Regions from separate parts of the Mus musculus genome. Here region 2 is linked to region 1. A link is a contact called in public promoter capture Hi-C data. All regions are on one chromosome and are shown on one strand. The core of a region is the stretch at or near the end of the contact, and the rest is flanking DNA. Distances in the headings are between cores, read along the strand shown.

Region 1 (6,414 bases), core at 1,345-3,844:
GGGGAGGAATTGCCTGGTTAATTGCTGGTTCTCACGAGGTGTCCATGTACATCTTTTTACTTTAGGATGTTTGGGTAGTGTCTCTCTTCTGATTTAAGTGATCGTATTCTATCACTCTTTAGAAGAGTGAGTGTGAGTGCTCATAAACTCCTCACACCTGCAAGTCCTTTTTTGCCTACATCTTGTTTGTACAAGTTTCCAGGATGCTGGTTGCCAGCCTTGCTGATATGAGAGTGACTTTGAAACCCAAGGCATCGTTTGAGGTGATCAAGTGACTGTGGAGGATGGAAATGTGAAGGCTGCAAAACATTTACAGAGTACCACATGCTGTCAGTGTTGTAGCTGCTCAGCTCTGAGCCTTTGGGATTCTTTAGCTTTTGATGCAGCTGTCATGACTGCGGGCCCTGTCCCTAACTGTGCTTCTCACCATCGTGGTTCACTTTATGCTCCTGTATAAAAATAGATCCTTGCTTTTTTATGTTCTCACCCTTCACAGCTTCTTCAGACCCTCTTAACTTTGAGGCAGATGCTTGGTGTAAGACACCACTAAAAAGCAGTTGATGTCTAGAGGGAGCGCTGATGGCCTGAATGTTGCTAAAGCAAAGGACAGATGAGTTTGACCTGTTTGCACTCAGTATCTGAAGGAAGATGCAAGATGCTTTCTTTAGCAAAAACTTGAGTGACACTGAGTTGCACCACCTACTCTCTGAGGTTTTCTGCTCTGTGTGGTGACGGTTGTCTTCTGGCGGGTGATTGCTTAGATGCAACAGTGTATGTATTTACTACTGAAGCCACAGCACAGTCATCATGGAATCTCCTTTTACAGAGTTGATGGTGGAGCACTTTAACCTCCTGCCTATGGTGTAACTGAAAAAGCAGTGGTAGCCATGGAACGTCATTGTTCACAGAAAGTCCTGCTGGCCTCTTGAATTAGAGGTCAGTGCTTAGAATTTTTGGTTTGAGTGGTCAGTATAAGAAGGGTCTGTAAACTGGGTAGTGGTGGTGGCGCACGCCTTTAATCCCAGCACTTGGGAGACAGAGGCAGGCCAGTCTCTGAGTCTGAGGCCATGGAGGCCAGTCTGGTCTTCAGAGTGAGTTCCAGGACAGCTTGGGCTACACAGAGAAACCCTGTGTCGAAAAACTAAGAGTGTGAGAGGAAGAAGGGCCTGTAAAGTAATGGTGAGGCAGGAGGATCAGGAATTTAAAATTATCCTTAGCTACATAGCAAGTTAGAGGCCAGTTGGGCAACATGTGACCCTGTCTCAAAAAAGCAAAGCAAAAACATTTTTTCCCTATAAGTTTTCACTTGAGTGAGGTTTCCTTTAGCTACACTGCACTATTGGGATTATACTTTGCCTCCTGTGCCAGAGGAGCACATAAATTCAGTACTGACATCTGTAGTTTCTAAAAAACAAAAAAACAGCTGGACACTGAATGATGTCTGGTTTAGTCTTCAGTCCAGGACCATTCAGGCTACAGGTATTGGTTATGTACCTTTCAAATTTAATGCTGAATGTAGCAGATTATAAAAAAAATAAAATAAAAGTTAGTACCTTTGGCCTTACAACAGAAAAGGAAAGGGCTGCAGGAATGCAACATTGAATGCTGTCCAGGACAGAGACAGCTGATAGCTGCTTAACATATAAATGCAGCTTAATTTCATACTGGTTTTAGATAATCAATCAATCAATCATTAATTAATTAATTAATTCATGGTTTTTCAAGACAGGGTCTCACTGTGTATTCCTGGCTGTCCTGGAACTAGATCTGCCTCTCTCTGCCTCCCTCTGCCTCTCTCTGCCTCTCTCTGCCTCCTGAGTGCTGGGATTAAAGGTGTGTGCCACCACAGCCCAGCTGATACTTTTTTAAATTAAAGATTTGTTTATGTATTTTATGTATATGGGTATTTTGCCTGCACCAAAAGAGGGCATCAAATTACATGTGAATTACATGAGACTACAGTTATAGATGGTTGTGAGCCACCCTATGGGTGTTGGAAATTGAGCTTTCAACCTTAGCAAGAATACTAGTGCTTTTAACTGGAGACTGGGAGAACCGGTTAGGACAGTCAAGCACATGTCAGTCTGAGGCAGGAGAGTTACAGAGACAAGCAAATAGAGCCTGCAACCAGGAACAGAGATGTGAATTAGGCAGACCAGATCAGAGGGATTGGAACGCAGCAACAATTTCTGTTGGCATCTGAGTGAATGGGGGGAGAGGGAATGGAGTAAGGACTCAGCCAGAACTTGGGGCTGGAAAGCCAGCCTTCTGATTTGTGGCTAAGTTTGCAGTGGGGCAGGACATGGCTGAGCAGGTGTCTTGAGTGCTTGTGTGGTATGTTTCAGTTTTTTGCCCTACTCCCGTTGGTCATACAGCAGAGACTGAAGGAAAGAAAGGACAGATTGGCTTAGAGACATATCACCAATGCTCCTTTAGAAATGTCATTTATGCAAAGTCAGATCAAAACTACAATTTTACATTGTCTTAGCTATCTCATGTGATTCTGTTTTCTCTTGTCTCTCTTTCCAAATACCTGCATGTCCCTAGTCCCTTCCAGCTCCTTTTCTATGTTGTTTACTCACCAAGCCTCAGTTCTGGCTTTTCATCTAATGACCTTTCCTTGGTCAGGCACCTCTCAGGGTGCTCTCTGATGGTGCCAGTCCTGTCCTGTGACATTTCCTGTCATGCTGCACTGGTGAGAAGCTACTGCTGCCTGTGAACTTTGAGAGCACTGGGAGTACTTTTTTTTTTTTAAAGATTTATTAATATATGTAAGTACACTGTAGCTGTTTTCAGACACTCCAGAAGAGGGAGTCAGATCTTGTTGCGGATGGTTGTGAGCCACCATGTGGTTGCTGGGATTTGAACTTTGGACCTTCGGAAGAACAGTCGGGTGTTCTTACCCACCGAGCCATCTCATCAGCCCCTGGGAGTACTTTTAAAGATACCTGAAAGTGCATAATGAGCCAGTGTGAGTGCCTGAGGTAAGATTCCCAGCATCCACTGGAAAGTGGCATGGCAGCTCCTGCCTCTAACTCCAGCTCTTCATGTGTGTGTGTGTGTGTGGGGGGGGGAAGTAGTGAGTGTGTGTGTGTATGAGTAGGAGAGCAGAGGCAGGCAGATCCTGGAGGCTTGCTGGGATTTCATGAAGAGACCTCTCACAGAATAAGGAGGAGAGCAGTGGAGAGTAACACCTGATGTTTATCTCTGGTTTCAGCATGCACACACATGAGCAAGAATTCATCTGTTTACAACCCCTCCACATATTTTAAATTGATAATACAGGAAATCCATACAGCAAGTTTATTTATAGGAGGTGTGCATGTTTGTTTGTTTGTCTATTATGGCTCACTTCAAGATGGATAGCTTATAAAATAAAATAGCATTTGCTTTGCCTAGATTTCATTTTGAAAAAGGAAATTTATGCTTCACTCCTTAGATTAAACAAATTATAAGATGAAGCAACAGTACTTGCTGAGAGAAGGCAGCAGTGCAGACTGTGGGCTGAGTCGGTTATTAAGGGCAGCTCTTGATGATGCGACATTGGAGAAGACCTTAAGCAGGTTGAGGAATCGTGCAGAGATCTGGGGATGGATCATTGCAGGCAGAGGGAAGATCAGTGCTAATGTCTCCAGGTGGGAACTTGCTGCTGTGGTCAAGGAGCGGTAGAAAGAGCAGTAGTACTGACTGAGAAAAAGAGGTAGGGCCAGGGCAGAGGTCCCTGTGGACCACTTTAATCCTTCTGGCTGTCATTCTGCACATAATGGGGAGCTATTAGAAGGTTTCATCAGCTGCCAGGATCACACTTCTAGGTTAAAAAGAGCTCTTTGGCCACTGTGTAGTTATATTGCTGCTGTGAAGAGTGGAAGCTAGGAGACTGCTCTGGAGGTCTTTGTGGTAATCTGGGTGAAGTAGGATGGGGCCTTGGGTTAGGGTGATGGTTGGTAGCATAGAGGCAGCCAAAAGTGGTTGGATTTGGATTTTGTGATTTGTTGTATCCTGAGAAATGAAAGTCTTACTGTCAGTTAAAACTAGCCCAAGGAAAAGTGAATTAGTGTTGAAAATGCCTTTCTGTTAAGAATGTTTTATACATTCTGTATCTTTGAAATCTCTTAGCTTGGGAGTAGAATGAGAAAAGGCAAGGGCCAGGACATTGCTGTATCGTGAATGCATCTGCTATTTAATATTTCTCAGCCTCTGGGCTGTAACCTCTGTAGGGGTCACATATCAGACATTCTGCATATCAGATGTTTACATTATGATTCATAACAGTAGCAAAATTACAGTTTTGAGGATGCAACAAAATATGGTTGATGGTCACCACAAAGTGAGGAGAGCTGTATTAAACTGTAAATTTCTCATTTATAATGGTCATTTCTTTAATGTAAAAGGTCTGTTTGTAGACTATATGATTGCATAAGTAATATGCTGAATTTGGCATTTAGTTTGATTGTGTTCAACTAGACCTGTTTAATACTAACTGTGAAATAGGCTGCAGCAGAAATAAGGAAGGCAGTGGATGCCTGTCTACTGTTATGGAAATCCATTAACAGCTTTGGCTGTGCTTAGCTGCTTCTCATTGTTACGCTTTATGCTTCATTCAAAAGCTGTATGTTAAATGCCATCCACTCTGTAGTGGGTTCTCAAGGCGTTACAAACAGTGAGGTTGTAGTATGAAAAAATGTCTGTTCACCTCACATTAATGATGAAGAGGCTGTTGAAGAGGTCATAGTTTTTCTTGGGTCTGTTCCCCAGATTTAGAATGGATGTAGAGAAAGGCCTTGGGTAATGCTCTTGAGCTTGCAGAACTATACTGGATGCTACGAGCACTTGACTCTGATGTCCGCTGGTTTTTGTTGCCTTAGCTAGAGAGACACATTGAGTTAGCCCAGGTAGTTTATAAAGGGGAGCTGTCAGGAGTGTCAGAAGGTATTCTAGACCATTAAAATGAAGTGATCCTTCCTCCCTTTCACCTCCTTCCTCTTTGTCTTTTCAGAGCTGGTTTTGGGAATGTTTTGGAATGTTAACTTTTGCTGGGCGGTGGTGGCGCACGCCTTTGATCCCAGCACTTGGGAGGCAGAGGCAGGCAGATTTCTGAGTTTGAGGCCAGCCTGGTCTACAAAGTGAGTTCCAGGACAGCCAGGGCTACACAGAGAAACCCTGTCTCGAAAAACCAAAAACCCAAAACCTAGAAAGAAATGTTAACTTTTGGCCCCTTCTCGTTATTTATTATTAAGTCATAATATTAATGGGGGGCGGGCTCAGGGCCTTGTAAGATAGAATTTTTAGAAGCTTCTTTCCTATAGTCGTTTAAAGGTTGAGAATGAAGACTTGGAAACCTTAGTAGCATGCTTTATTAATCTTATGAATACAGTGAATCTCTTTTCAGAAAAATATATGTGCATATCCAATTAAAGTTTTTGTCATTACTTATTAAATAGCTAATGCCTGCCAGACATAGTTTATAGTGTTAAGATATACTAATGACCACAGTGGGGAAGAGGGCTCATGGCTCTGAGCTGGTAGAGGAGTTGATTTTGCAAGTTTGGCAAACTGAGCTTGATCCTCGAAACCACTGAGAGGTTCTGAGAACCAAGTCCACAGAGCTGTTGTTGCTTTGCTCACTTGTGCCTCTGCCCACAGCCTGGCCGGCCATGCACTGGCGGGCAATGGCTGACCTGTTTTTATCTCGTGGAGAGACTGACTCAGAACTCCACAATCTTTCCACCCAGCTTGCTAGGTTCCCACTGGTGGGTCGTTACCGCGTCATCCCATGCTTCAAATCCTCCAGGCCTTTGTGGTGCACATCTGGCAAACCCACGCTTTGTCACTGTGTCTTTCTCTCTCGAACCCAGTGGAGCCTCTGTGTGAAGGAAGACACAACACAAACTTAGTTCAGAACGACAGTAACTCAATCGTTGGGCGTAGCAACTGAAATTCTAATCTTGTAAGCCTTATTAAATCTAAATCCTCCGGTGGTGAATCCTGATGGATCTGCCATTGAAACCAGGAGACACTCCTAGCTACATCTTGTCCTCACGCTATCCTCTTCAAAAAGACCTAACTCTCTCCTGCTTCCTCTTTTCCTCCATCTAACCTGGAAGTCCAGCCTACTTGCACAGTGATTGGCTCCTTTATTCATTAGGGAATTGGTTCACAAGAAGTCATTCCTTGTTGACAGCCCCTCCCAGGAGAGCAGAATTAGCATAAAAAATACAAACAGCACCAGGCCCACCCTTAGCAAGTTGTCCTCTGGCTTTCACATGTGTGCCATGGTACATGAATACCCACACATATATCATATGTACAATAAATAGAATAAAAACCTATTATAAAATAGAGTAAAAAAGTAAACACAAGCTCTGAAGCCTGGGTTGCTGGAGCTTATATTCTGATGGACTTAGTAAGTAAAAA
Region 2 (6,414 bases), core at 2,566-5,065, 270 kb after region 1:
TTCTCTGGGCTGATTGGAACTCCTTGAGGACTTGCTCTAGAGGTGCTGTGTGCAGCTCAGGCTGCCTGTTGATTGTATGACTGATGCAGAAGTCAAGTACCAGAAGTCTGCTCTTCATACCAAGAAGTGTGCGCTGCTTTCTTGTGCCTCACAGAATTCTCCCACTGAACTATATCAATTATATTGAAAATTGACAGTGATGAGTCATATCCAGCACTGGGAGAACTCGGAACTCGCAGAGCCTGCAGGACTAGAGCGGGAGGCTGTAGATGGGTCTTGTAGGCCAGGTCTGGCCCTTCTCTGTGTTTGTCCCGCGGGTCTCTCACACCCAGAGTGGGAGGCCTCTCTTCCCAGTGGGCAGCTGATTTATTGGCTGGGGCGCTTCCGTGGTGATCACTAGTGAAGTGCAGGCTGATACCCGGGCCTGGCGGGAGCAAACGCCTCAGCCGCGGGCTGGAGTGGCCACGGCGGGCGGGAGGGACCGGCGCGGGTTTCGCTGCCTCACTGTGGGCATGCGGCCTGGCCCTGGCGGGTAGCAAGTTTCACCGTTGAGGTGACCTGCTGCTCTCAGGGAAGACCCCGAGAAGGCCGTGTCGAGGGCTTGGTCGCCTGCGGGGCCGGGCGGGGCGGAGCCGAGCGGCCGCGGCGGCGATCCAGGCCGCCTTTTGCAGCCGCCCGCCGCCGGGCTCGCCGCGCTCCAGCCTCCTCCCCCGGCGCCCTCCGCTCCCCGCGCCCCGCGCGGCCCCGCCGCGGTCACACGCCAAGCAGCCCGCGGCCGCCTGGCCCTGCGCTTTGTGGAGCCCGGGGACGGGCGCGGCCTCTTTACCTGTAGCTGCGAGTCTCCCTCGGATCGGAGGTGGGAGCTGCTCCTGGAACCGGGCAAAGTGAAAGTCTGTTTGGGGTCGGGCAGACCGGGAGGGCCGGGGGCTCGACCCCAGAGGCTCCCGGCTCCAGGACTACCGGCTCCTTGTGGGCTTCCGCGGTCAGGGGATGGGAAGAGGGCCAGATCGGCCCGAGACACTTCTGCGAAGGCATCTGCTTCCGCGGGTGAAAAGCAGCTATGTTGGTTTATTGCAACGCGGGCTGTTTGTTGTTTGCTCCTTCCTGCAGCTTGTGGTTCCCGAAGGCCGCCTTGGCTCCGATTGCTTTTCCCCCCTGAAACGTGCGGCGCTGCTTGTGGTTCCCCGCAGGCCGGGGGCTGCCCTGCCCTGCCCTGCCCTGCCAGCAGGTCCCAGCTGTGCCGCTGAAAGCCTCCAGCCTGGCTAATATTCCCGAGCTCAGACTTTTCTGTGGTTGCTTTTCTGCTGATTGCAGATATCTTTGCTTTGCTGACATCCTGTTTTGGTTTTGGTTTTTACATCTCACTTGTTTCTTTTTTATCACAGAAACGCTTCGTTAAGGGGCTCCGACAATACGGCAAGAACTTCTTCAGAATCAGAAAGGAGCTGCTTCCCAGTAAGGAAACCGTGAGTACAATTGGACTTTATATAACTTGGGTTGTTTTTTCCCTTGCTCTGCTCCTGCTGCTTCTTCGAATCTGGGCTTAGGAAATGGTTCCTTTAACCCCACTCTGTGCCTGACCCAGGCTGGCCCCGGATTCTTACTTTTCACTGGTGATTTTAAGATATCAGAGTGACATATTGTGCTTATCCTTCTGAGGAACGCCTTGTAACGGGAAGAACAGAGTTGGGAGGGGGAGGATCGCTAGAGAGTTAACATCTAATTTTAAATCCACTGGCTGAAATGGGAAATGGCATTTTATCGCTAGTTTGGATTTGGTAATTGTCAAAAGTCATCGTCTAAGCCGAAGGATAGAGCTGAGAGGTTTATGGAACTCTGCTGGGATTTCCCCTCCGTTTGTTTAAATTAAGGTTGTTGTGTTCTAGAGAAAATTCATTTAAATCTTTACTCTCTCAGCTTTAAATTTTTTCACTTTGTAGTGAAAAGGGTTTTTATTAGTTGCTTAATGGGGGCTTTAAAAAAATTCCTTTGCTGTTTCAAAAGCTGAGGGTCAAATGCTGACCTGACCATTGCTTTTGATGAACTTGCTGTGGGAGAGTGTGCGGAGACTTCCTTGGTAGGTGACACTGTAAGGGTACAAGCTCAGTTACCTGTGGGTGCTTGCCTCCAGGAAGGTGGGGTGGACCACCCACCTCACCCTGCTGGCAGCCTCCAGTCTGACCCAGTGACCGGAAGTACCTCCCACCTAGGAGGGGAGGAGGGCTAGGATTGATATTTAGTCTGGCTTTTAGGAAGAGAGGGGTGAATGAAGAATATCCATTACCAAAGTGATGGTAGGTTTTCTCAGTTGGTGGTTACTGATTGCCTCTTGGTGTTTAATGCTCTTACTTATTATTAAAAATGAACAGTTTGTTTCTGGACTGTAGAACCCTGATAACTGGGGAGAAAGGTTCTGAGATTCCAAGTATATCCCAGTAAACAGATTTCTCCAGTTAATGATAACTAAGTTAAGATTAAATCATCATTGTGCATCTAAATGTGTGGAGATGGGCCACTGAGAGGACTCAAACTATAGATATTAAGATATATTGTGGAAACAACCTGTTTCTTACTCTTTCCAGAACAGGTTTTGAAGAGACTTTGTAATGGAGAGCAGAGCAGCAGCAGCGATGTAAAAACTCTTAAGTGTTCTGAGAATCTCATATTTTCTAAGTTTGTTACATACTTTAATGCTAGGCAGTGGTGTCGCACACCTTTAATCCCAGCACTTGGGAGGCAGAGGCAGGCGGATTTCTGAGTTTGAGGCCAGCCTGGTCTACAGAGTGAGTTCCAGGACAGCCAGGGCTACACAGAGAAACCCTGTCTCTAAACAAACAAACAAACAAACAAACAAAAAACAAAATAAAAAAAGAGTGTCTTGACTCAAAAGTAGCAGCCTTCTTTGGGCTGAGTAGAAAAGTCAGTGAGATGTGTCAAGTTGATAGCTCATTTTTAGCCTATCAGCTCAGTTGGTCTTTTTGTTTGTTTGTTTGTTTGTTTTGTTTTTTTTTCTTTTTGTTTTTTTTGTTTTTTTTTTTTTTTTTTTTTTTTTTTTTGTTACTGGTGCTGGGATTGAGCCCTTAGCAATTATCTCAACCCTCCTGCTCTAGACTCTTATCTGTCTCTTTTATCTGCTGAAAGTTGTAAATCGTAAAGATCTGACAAAAGAAATCTGGACAATCTTTTTATCTTGATGCTTTGTAGGACCGGAAGGGAGGAAGCAAGGAAGAAAAAAGAAAAGTAGTACAATTGAGGATTAAACCAAAATCTTAGATGGAGGTGGGGGCTGGGGATGCTGGGAATCCATCCAGGGTCTTGTGCTTGCTTAACAACCTTGGAAACGCAAGACAGTTTTATTCAGCAGAGTAGCAGAAAGCAGGCCTGGCTGACCTTTAACCTAGCACAGTGTTCCTTACCTGGTTTCCTAACTAGAAAGTCTGTCCTAATCCCACCTGACCCTGGCTGCCCACGTCAGGGTCTGATTCAGTTAACTTGTGCCCTTTCCTGCTGCGGAGCAGCCCTGTCATTCCAGGGATGCTTCCCCTCACCTGCCATGCCTGTGCCTTCTCTAACACCGTTCCCTCCCAGTTCCCAGCCGTTTCGTGTGGGCACAGTCCCTAGAGTACAGGAAGCAGAGAGGTCTGCAGCCCTGGAGGGCCTCTCCCACTTCTGCTGAGTGTCATTAGGTCCCACTCCCTTCTCCTTGCTTGGGAGGAGTTTGGTAGTTGGGTGAATCTCTTAATTGTTCTAGTCAGCTGGGAGAGGCACTTGTCTTATATTTTCCTTAGCTATCTACCGAGCCTGGCTAATCATTACAGACCACTAAGGGAGGAGGCAAAGGTCACTTCATTCTGTTGCAGAAGATGAGGGACTTTGCAGGTACCAGTGTTCCAGAACTTCCTTGATAAAAACCTTATGGTTATGAAACTTTCTATAGAAAATTCTTACAATCTAGATGCTTTGCCACATTTTCTTCTATTGTATTACGGGCTTCTTTCTTTGCTAGTCCCAGAAGATTTGAAACATCAGAAGGGCATGACTGGGTTCTGGGGGGGTCAGCAGACCTGTGTTGTATCGATGGTCTGGCCGGTATCTATAGCACCTGATCTCTCTGAAGGTTTTTTCTGGCTTAGTTTGATGCTGTGGGAAGTTCAAATCACATTTTGACAGGTTACTGGGAAGTTATTGTTTCTGAAATGGTGCTTCTTTGCATGAGACAGATGTTCTCAGCCTAAAAAAAAGTGGGGTGCTGGGGCCTGGGAGACCCTGGAGAGATGGCTCATAGCTTAAGAGCACTTCCTGTCCTAACAGAAGAACAGGACTCACTTGACAGCGCCTACATCCGGCATCTAAATCTCTTGTTACTGTAGCTCAGGAGATCTAGCACTCTCTTTAGACCTCTCAGCACACACACACACACACACACACACACACACACACACACGGCATACAGGCGTATATATAAAACAAATAAAATTGAGATTTTTTTTTTAACTTTTTTTTTTTTTTTTTTTGGTTTTTCGAGACAGGGTTTCTCTGTGTAGCCCTGGCTGTCCTAGAACTCACTCTGTAGACCAGGCTGGCCTCGAACTCAAGAGATCCACCTGCTTCTGCCTCCCGAGTGCTGGGATTAAAGGCGTGCGCCACCACGCCCGGCTTTTTTTTTTTTTTTTTTTTTTTACTTTTATTGTATGTATATGATGTTTTGCCTGAGGAGGTCAGAAGAGGGTATCTGTGGATCCTCTAGAACAAAGTTACAGTTGCAGATGGTCATGAGCTACAATGTGGGTGCTGGAAATTAATCCTGGGCCCTCTGGAAAAGCAGTCAATGCTCTTAATTGCTGAGCCATCTCTCTAGCCTCAGAATAAATATTTTTAAAGATTATTTTATGTGTATGAGTGTTTTGCATGTATGTATGTCTGTGCACCACATGGATGCCTGCAGAGGTCAGAAGGGGGCATTTGATCCCCTGGAACTAGAATTACAGACAGTTACGAACCACCATGTAGGTGCTGGTAATCAAACTGTGTTCTCTACAAAAACAGCAAGCAGCAAGTATTCTTGTTTGTTTTGTTTTGTTTTGTTTCAAGACAGGGTTTCAGGCTTTCTCTCTGTAGCCCTGGCTGTCCTGGAACTCACTCTGTTGTAGACCAGGCTGGCCTCGAACTCAGAAATCCGCCCAAGCAGCAAGTATTCTTGTTTGTTTTGTTTTGTTTTGTTTCAAGACAGGGTTTCAGGATTTCTCTGTGTAGCCCTGGCTGTCCTGGAACTCACTCTGTTGTAGACCAGGCTGGCCTCGAACTCAGAAATCCGCCTGCCTCTGCCTCCTAAGTGCTGGGGTTAAAGGTGTGCGCCACCACTGCCCAGTGTAGCAAGTGTTCTTAATCTGTAAGCCACTTCTTGAGCCTCAAAATATTTTACACACACACACACACACACACACCTACCACGTCTATAGGAGGGTTTTTTTGTTTTGGGTTTTTTTGTTTTTTTTGTCTGTTTAGTTGGTTGGTTTTGGTTTTATTGGGGGGGGGTTGTTTTGTTTGAGACACATTTCTCATTTCTCTGTGTAACTCTGACTGTCCTGGAACTCACTCTGTAGATCAGACTGGCCTCAAGCTAACCAAGATCCTACTGACTGCTGGGATTAAATATATGTGCCACCACTGCCTAACTAATAAAGATAATTTTTTTAAAAATGCTTTAAAGAAAAAAAAAATGAAAAGGCTAAAGTACTGTTTAACTGTTGCTGCAATGGACTGCTGTTGTCTCTGCCACTCATGCTGTGGGCTTCAGGCAGGTTACTGGACACTTTTGTTTTTTGATTCCTGTGAAACCATGTGATAACTCCAAGTTCTTAGACCATGAGTGAAAATTTAAATGAGGTGATATCTATAAAGAGTATATAAAAATATTTTCCCAATCTATTATATTCTGTTGAAAACAAGTCTTTGTGTGCACATATGTGTGCTTGCTAGGGATCAGACCCTGGTCGTCATCATGCTAGAAAAGTGTTTCCCGCTGAGCTCTGCACCGTTGCCGCCACACCATGCACACAGTGGTTCTGCTCTGGAGCTGTTCTCCCCGTCACCTGTCCTTGCTCTTGAGTTACTCGGGAAAGGTGGAGGAGAGCCTACAGGAGTCCCTGGGTGGGAGCAGGTCTCCTTACCTTTGGAGGCTCCTGTAGGAGTCCCATTCCTCCCATTCACTACAGGCCTTTATGTCTGATAAAAGTGCCTGTGCAACGGACATCAGCTTTCCTAACACTTGGTTTCTGGAGTTTGTTATACAGGGGCTAGGTCTGGCTTTCCTCTGAATGCTGCTGCCCACTGAAGTGGGAATAGTGGCTGTGATTAGGAAAACCAACTGTTTATAGAGGGTTAGTTGAGTGGGTATTACGTGTTAACCTCATG

Evidence for each region. Capture Hi-C pulls out chosen DNA fragments and counts their contacts.
Region 2: a contact with region 1 is called in a promoter capture Hi-C map of liver. The contact joins two enhancer-like sites. A contact is called at or near these places in 4 of 39 promoter capture datasets (the C10 cell line, cranial neural crest, liver and 1 more), 13 of 115 datasets of contacts at active chromatin or transcription factors (bone marrow-derived macrophages, cardiomyocytes, embryonic forebrain and 7 more) and 3 of 9 other capture datasets (adipose tissue, embryonic stem cells and liver).

The regions. Positions count from the first base shown.
Region 1 is chr4:150,304,772-150,311,185 of GRCm38.p6, forward strand. The region is part of intron 1 of Rere (arginine glutamic acid dipeptide (RE) repeats); the gene reads left to right. Among named protein-coding and RNA genes, the nearest start is that of Rere, 26 kb to the left of the region's middle. Within about 2 kb of position 2,595, at least 19 of the 459 cell types and tissues checked have an H3K27ac peak or open chromatin away from gene starts, as enhancers often do. A contact at or near this core is called in liver, where this site is marked.
Region 2 is chr4:150,568,831-150,575,244 of GRCm38.p6, forward strand. Rere (arginine glutamic acid dipeptide (RE) repeats) reads left to right here. Exons shown (of 23, transcript NM_001085492.1): 12 at 1,386-1,466. Among named protein-coding and RNA genes, the nearest start is that of Slc45a1, 80 kb to the right of the region's middle. Within about 2 kb of position 3,816, at least 31 of the 459 cell types and tissues checked have an H3K27ac peak or open chromatin away from gene starts, as enhancers often do. A contact at or near this core is called in liver, where this site is marked.